Linked DNA regions of Sus scrofa: region 2 is linked to region 1. The links are chromatin contacts, called in public Hi-C maps. All regions are on one chromosome and are shown on one strand. The core of a region is the stretch at or near the end of the contact, and the rest is flanking DNA. Distances in the headings are between cores, read along the strand shown.

Region 1 (3,033 bases), core at 268-2,767:
GGAAAGACCCCCACTCCCACCCCCGCCCCTGGAGACCAGGAACCACCCATTCACTTAGGAAGGTGGCTCAGGCCACACGACCCTCAGGCTGGAGTTCCCTCCCCAGGAGTCCCCACCACCACCCCATCAGGACCACCTTCTTTGTTAAGCTGCACAACCCTGAGCCCAACCAGAACAATCCGGGGTGACTGAGATTCTTCAGCCCATGCCGTCCACCCCAGTCCAGTGCCCTGAAGGTGGGTGCCCTCCAAGCTACCGCCACCCACAGCCTCGAGCCAGACCCCACGGCGGGCTGTGAAGAGAGGCAGGGCCTGCTCACCAGACACCAACTCCCCTGAAGTCTAAGTCCTGCTGCTTCCTCTCATTGGCAATTTCCTGGTAGAGCTGCACCTACATGCCCCCTGCCCTGTCCACTGTTACCCAGAAACCGGGTACAGGCACCCCTCTTTCTCCCACTGTCTCCCCATCTTCCCCGCCCAGAGGCTGCCCAGCCTGGCCAACCAGACCAGTCATAAGGAAAGCCGGCTTCCCAGCCCGCAAGCACAGCCCCCCTAAGCTCCTCCCTCTTCTCACTCAGAGAACTATTTCCCAGTTTGGGGAACTGTCCCAGACGCGGGTCAGGGACCAGCAGCCTGAGAAAAGCCTGCCGGGGAGGGGATGGACGGACCAGGGTCTTCACCCTCTACCCCAGAATAATAAGAATAGCGGTCCCTCCATTTACTCACCCCCCAAACCTTCAACACGCACATCAGCCCGAACTTAAGCAGGCACCCCAGCCTGGGGCCTAGCCCCTTCCCACTCCCTGGTTTAGCTCTCACCTCTCGCTTCCAGCCTCTCGAGCCCCTCGCTCAAATCCCCCCAGGCATCAGGACAAGCATCGAGTGACCTCATGCTGATGACTCAGCAAGTCTCCCTCTGGGCTCTGGCACGAGTGTGACAGAGCGAAGTCGGCGCGGGGAGGGTCTTCCTAGCCACCCCCCACGTGCCGCCCCCTTCCCCCCGGCCTCCAAGGACCCCCGCGTCCGAGAGGCGTTAACACAGACACCTGATGAATCAGCAGCTCAGGCTGGGACGGCCAGGCTCTTCCGCGGAGCCCTGGGCTCCCCGATCGACCCCACCCTTTCCTCCCGCCACCCCGGCCGCCCCTCCCTCCAGGACGCCCCGGCCCAGCAAGCCAGCCCGCGCAAGCCCCGCCCCGCCCCTGTGGGCACCCCCGCGCCCACCCGAGCACCCCAGGCGCAAGGGCAGGAAGCCGCTTCTGACTAGTGGGGAAATCGAGGCACGGGCCGCCAGCAGGGCGCGGGGCAGAGCCGAAGCTCGGAGCGTCCGGCCCGCGCCGCCCCGGACGCCCGAAGGAGCCGAGGCCCCGCGGAAGCCCGCCCTCGGCCCGGAGCCCCCAGCTGCCCCGCGCCCTGCCCCGGCCCGGCCGCCGCCGCACTCACCCACCACACTGCGGGCCCGGCGGGCCGAGGCTGGGGCGGGGCGGGGCGGGCACTCCGAGGCCGCGCGGGAGTGGGCCGCGCGGGGGCTCCGGGCCCGGGGTAGGGGCTCGCCGCCTGCGCGGGCCGGTCCGAGCGCGCTTGGAAGGCCGGGCCGGACCAGGCTCGGGGCTCGGGATCCGCCGCCGCCGCCGCCGCCGCCGGCCGCCGCCGCCGCCGCCGCCGCCCGCCGCCGCTCCTCAGACGTCACATGATGTTTGGTCACGTGGGCTCCATTCATGAAGCGGCGACGCGACCGGCTGGGGCTTAAAGGGGAAGGCGCGGCGGCGGCGACGGCGGCGGCGGGCGGCAGAGCGCGCCGGCACTGCGCCTGCGCGCCGGGCGCCGTCGCCCTGGCAACGCGCGCCGCGCCCGATGGGTGAGGTCTCGCGGGACTGGCCCGGGCGCGCGCTCCCTGTCCGGCCACGCCCCCTTTGAGGCGGGGCCTCGTGGTCCTCTGAAGCTCTCCTGAGGCTTGTGCGCAGACGTTGCAAAGGCCACGTGTCCGGTTTTCTGTTGCGGATCCGAGGTCCGTACGCATTATGGAGAAGGTCCTCATGGTGTTTCTGTTACTCCCCGGCAGGCTCTGCATGCCTTGCCTCCGTAATTGCGGAGCGGGCCTCAGCCTTGCCAGGAACAGCTGTCTGGTTCACAGGAGACCCACAGGCTCAGGGAGGCGAAGGGTTTGTCCGAAGCTCAAGGCCGCCTCCAAGGCTTCTGAGTAGTGTGGTCTGTCTTCACCCAGCATCCCGAGACCTCACATGAGGGACCGGGCTCAGGCGGCTCCTAGAACCCGTCTGGCTCAGAGTGGGTGCGGTGAATGTGGGCATCAGTAAGCATCTGTTGAATTCATAGTTGATGTAGGGGGTGCGCCTTTCCTTTCTGTTTCACCAGCGTCTGCCCCGAGCTTAGGTCCCCGTCCATGGACCCATGGACCCTTACAGAAAGTTTCTACACTTTCTGTAAGGACTTCTCACTTCTGTTCAAAATCCCCAGAGAAAGAGGTCTGGAAAGGAAGAAGGGAAACTGAAGGGACCCAATTCTACTTCCAGATTCTGGACGTCTCTTCTCAGGTGTGAGGTCAGGAAGGGTCGCGCCCCCCCCCACCAGACAGGTCAGTGAGATCAGATGAGCTGAAAGAGGGAGGAGCCAGGGACGAGGGCAGGATCCTTATGGGAATTCAGTGCCACTGAAGGAACGACAAAGGCCACCCAGGTGGCCCCTAGAGCCTTGGAGCATCAAGGTGTCAGAAACCCTCCCTGCCAGACTCCAGTAGCTTCCCTCTGAATCCCAAAGCACTCTGTCACCTTTTGCTTGGCAGGGCTGCATGTAGTGGTCTTATCATCTGGGCTCTTGAGGACAGGGTGTGTCCTCCAGCACGGAGCCAGTCTCAGAGTATAGGGCCTGACTTGTCAGGCCCTCAATTCGAGGTACTAAACCACAAAGACTTGCCCCTGAGGGCAAGAAAGAGTTCCTTTTGGCTCGGTCTCCTCTGGTGTCATCACCAGCTGCCAGCTCCTTCTCCTGGCCCCACTCGGCAGGCACATGGCATCTG
Region 2 (3,033 bases), core at 249-2,748, 44 kb before region 1:
CCTCCATGTGGGCCCAAGAGCAGGCGCATCCTCTGTAACAGGAAGGCCATGACAGCCAGAACGTCGAAAAGGGCCCGGAAACAGTCTCCCGAGGCCCAGAAGGGCCACCTTCACCTCCTCATCCTGCCCACCTCAGGGGACCCAATTCCAGGTCCACAGTATCCAGGGCTAGAGAGGCCCCAGCCTGCCCCTTGCAAAGACCAGGGACAGCTCCCCTGCTTCCAGGAAGCAGCAGCACCCCAGACCTACCTAGCAGGGTCAGGACCAAGTCCTGCTGCTTGTCCTGAATCGCCCAGGGGCTCACCTCAAGAGATCCCTCCTACTGACTATTGCTGATCGGTCTGTTCCTTCAGGCCTGTCCTAAATGTCTGTGCAGGCTACAAGTTAGTTCTTTCTCACCCTACAAACACAAGGCTCTCCTAAGGCTCAGATGACAGGGCTAGCCTGAGTCGCACAGATAAATCCTGAAATGGACGAGGGACCCTAAATGTCTGCCAACCTTATCTCCAGCTGTGAGGGTTCAGAGACCTAGAATTTGGAAACTGCTCTAGACGTGTGGGAATTTCAGGAGCCCCCTTCGGGATCCTCGCCCAGAAGAGCTCGCAGCAGTGCCATCAAAGAGAGGAGCAGTGCATAGGGCAGCCACTGGTCTTCTTTCACTAAGAATGACCATCGCATACCCCCCCCGGAATCCCCGAGCAGTATCTGAAACCCGCTCGGACCCGACTCGGTGGTGTGGGAGGTGGGTCAGGGCCGCCGTTGTCCGTAAAGACAGCCAAAGCCGGGATGTGCGCGCGGACAAGATCTCACAAAGGGCCGCGGGGGACCCGGAACCACCCGGCCGCCGAAGGCAGGGTGGGGCCCGGCCCGTATTTCCAGACCTCCTAGTCGCTTCCTCTGGAATTCCTCTAGAAAGCTCACGCCCTAACGCCACTCAAGCGCGGCCGCAGGCGACAGGATCCTCTAAGTGCGATCGCGCGGCGCGCACTTCCTGCAGGGCCCGCAATCTGGACAGGGCGCGGCAGGCGCGCGGGGTGGGGCGCGGGGGCCACACGGCTCAGGCGAGTGGGCGTCCGGCCGGAGCAGGCTGGCGTGCACCGGCGAGGAGGGAGCCGCTGAGCACGAGCTGCGACCACAAAAGAGGCCTGCACCTCTGTGCATCCCCAGCTCCCGCCCCCGGCCCCTACGCCCCCACCTCTCGCCTTCCAGCTCCCTCGCCGCCGCCTCCCTCCTCCGGCGTCCCCGATTCGCACGTGGGCTGCCCCGGCGCCCCGGCCGCCGCCCGCTGTCACCGCCGCCCCCGCCCAGCGCAGACCCTTCGGGTGGGCAGGCAGGAGGGCGGGGCGGGCGGGGCGGGCGGCGGGAACAAAGGCGCGGCCCCCCGCCTCCCCCTCCGCGGCTGCCCCGCCCGCTAGCCCACCGCACCAGCCGGCCCCGCCGCCCGCGCTCACCGGAGCCTCGACCGCGCCGCTCTCGCGCTCCCTCCCGCACGGAATGACGAACGTCGCCGCCCCACCCGCGCGCGCCCGGCCGGCCACTTCCGGGATCACGCGACTTCCGCTCGCGCCGGGCGGGCTCCGGAGAGCGCATGCGTGCGCGGGGGCTGCTGGGAGCGCGCCGCGGCCATCTTGAGATCCCGGCTTGTGGGCGCGTCCCGCGTGGGCAGCGAGCGGGGAGCCCTGTGGAGGCCGGTAGGGTTGGGGTTCTGCGCCCTTTGGCACCTGCGTTTCCTGGTCCGGGGCGTCCCCGCGGGTCAACCCGCAAGCTAAAGGGGCGAGGCAGTGGCTCGCGGACGGTGGGCGTGGCACGCGAGGCGCAGGCGTGTCTCTCGGGCACGCAGCCGTCACACCGCGGGGACGCGCTAGTCGGGCAGCCCCCGTCCCCGAAACCAGCGCGCCGTCCCTGCCTTTCCTTCCTTTCCAGACCCGTCAGCGTTTGGCCGCCCTGCCGGGAGCGCTCCTTCACGAAGAGAAACTCAGCATCGGGAGCGGCTCTGTGCCGCTCGTGACTCCGGAAGCCCCTGGCTCAGCCGCCACCGTCCCCCGGGGTCTCCACCCGGAGCGCCGGGGCTGGGGGCGCGCGTGATTTGTGGCCGGCGGGATGGAGCCCGCGCTGCCGAGGGCCCCCAGCGCTCGTCTCTCCGCGTGGGGTCCAAGCCCTCCGCTCCACGGCGCGGTCACGTACGCTCACCTGGATGGCGCATCGGCTTGTTAGGCGGTAGAAGCGATAGAACTGCGAAATACTGATCTTAGTATTTTTGGAAATGTCTCAACTTGCGCCAGTTTGGGGAATACTGTCAGCTTTCTGTGTAGAAAGTTGAGCTGGCCAAAGGCAGAGCATTCCAAGCTGGTTGGTTCCTGGGATGTGCTTCGCAGGCGTCCTGTTACTGGAAGCTGCAACGCCAGAGCCGGGCGTCCTGCCTCGCTGCCAAACTGCTTTCCAGTAACCCAAGTGCCTTTTACTTTATTTATTCTTTTTTTTTTTTTTTTTTGTCTTTTTTTTGTCTTTTTGCTATTTCTTTGGGCCGCTCCCGCGGCATATGGAGGTTCCCAGGCTAGGGGTTGAATTGGAGCTGTAGCCACCGGCCTATGCCAGAGCCACAGCAACGCAGGATCCCAGCCGTGTCTGCAACCTACACCACAGCTCACGGCAACGCCGGATCCTTAACCCGCTGAGCGAGGGCAGGGACCGAACTCGCAACCTCATGGTTCCTAGTCGGATTCGTTAACCACTGTGCCACGAGGGGAACTCCTATTTATTCTTTTTTTTTTTTTTTTCTCTCGCTTTTTTTAGGGCCGCAGCCGTGGCATATGGAGGTTCCCAGGCTGCGGGTCACATCAGAGCTACAGCTGCTGGCCTACACCACAGCCACAGCAACACGGGATCCAAGCCTAGTCTGCAACCTACACCACAGGTCAGGGCAACTCCGGATCCCCCTGAGTGAGACCAGGGATCGAACCCAAAACCTCATGGTTCCTAGTCGGATTTGTTTTCGCTGGGTCCCACACCGGGAACTCCCCCAAGTGCTTTTTA

What was found. Hi-C and Micro-C count contacts between places; a contact is called where the count stands out from the background.
Region 2: a Hi-C map of liver shows a contact between it and region 1, with 2.4 times the contacts expected there. The contact joins the promoter of ARHGDIA here to the promoter of MAFG in region 1. A contact is called at or near these places in 1 of 5 promoter capture datasets (liver), 9 of 47 Hi-C or Micro-C datasets (blood, heart right ventricle, liver and 3 more) and 2 of 2 datasets of contacts at active chromatin or transcription factors (alveolar macrophages and skeletal muscle).

The regions. Positions count from the first base shown.
Region 1 is chr12:1,067,558-1,070,590 of Sscrofa11.1, reverse strand. It overlaps MAFG (transcription factor MafG), which reads right to left and starts at 1,517. Exons shown (of 3, transcript XM_021066420.1): 1 at 1,443-1,517.
Region 2 is chr12:1,111,860-1,114,892 of Sscrofa11.1, reverse strand. ARHGDIA (Rho GDP dissociation inhibitor (GDI) alpha) reads right to left here and starts at 1,498. Exons shown (of 6, transcript NM_001201384.1): 1 at 1,452-1,498. LOC110255935 (a long non-coding RNA gene) reads left to right here and starts at 1,589. Exons shown (of 2, transcript XR_002336921.1): 1 at 1,589-1,691; 2 at 1,924-3,033.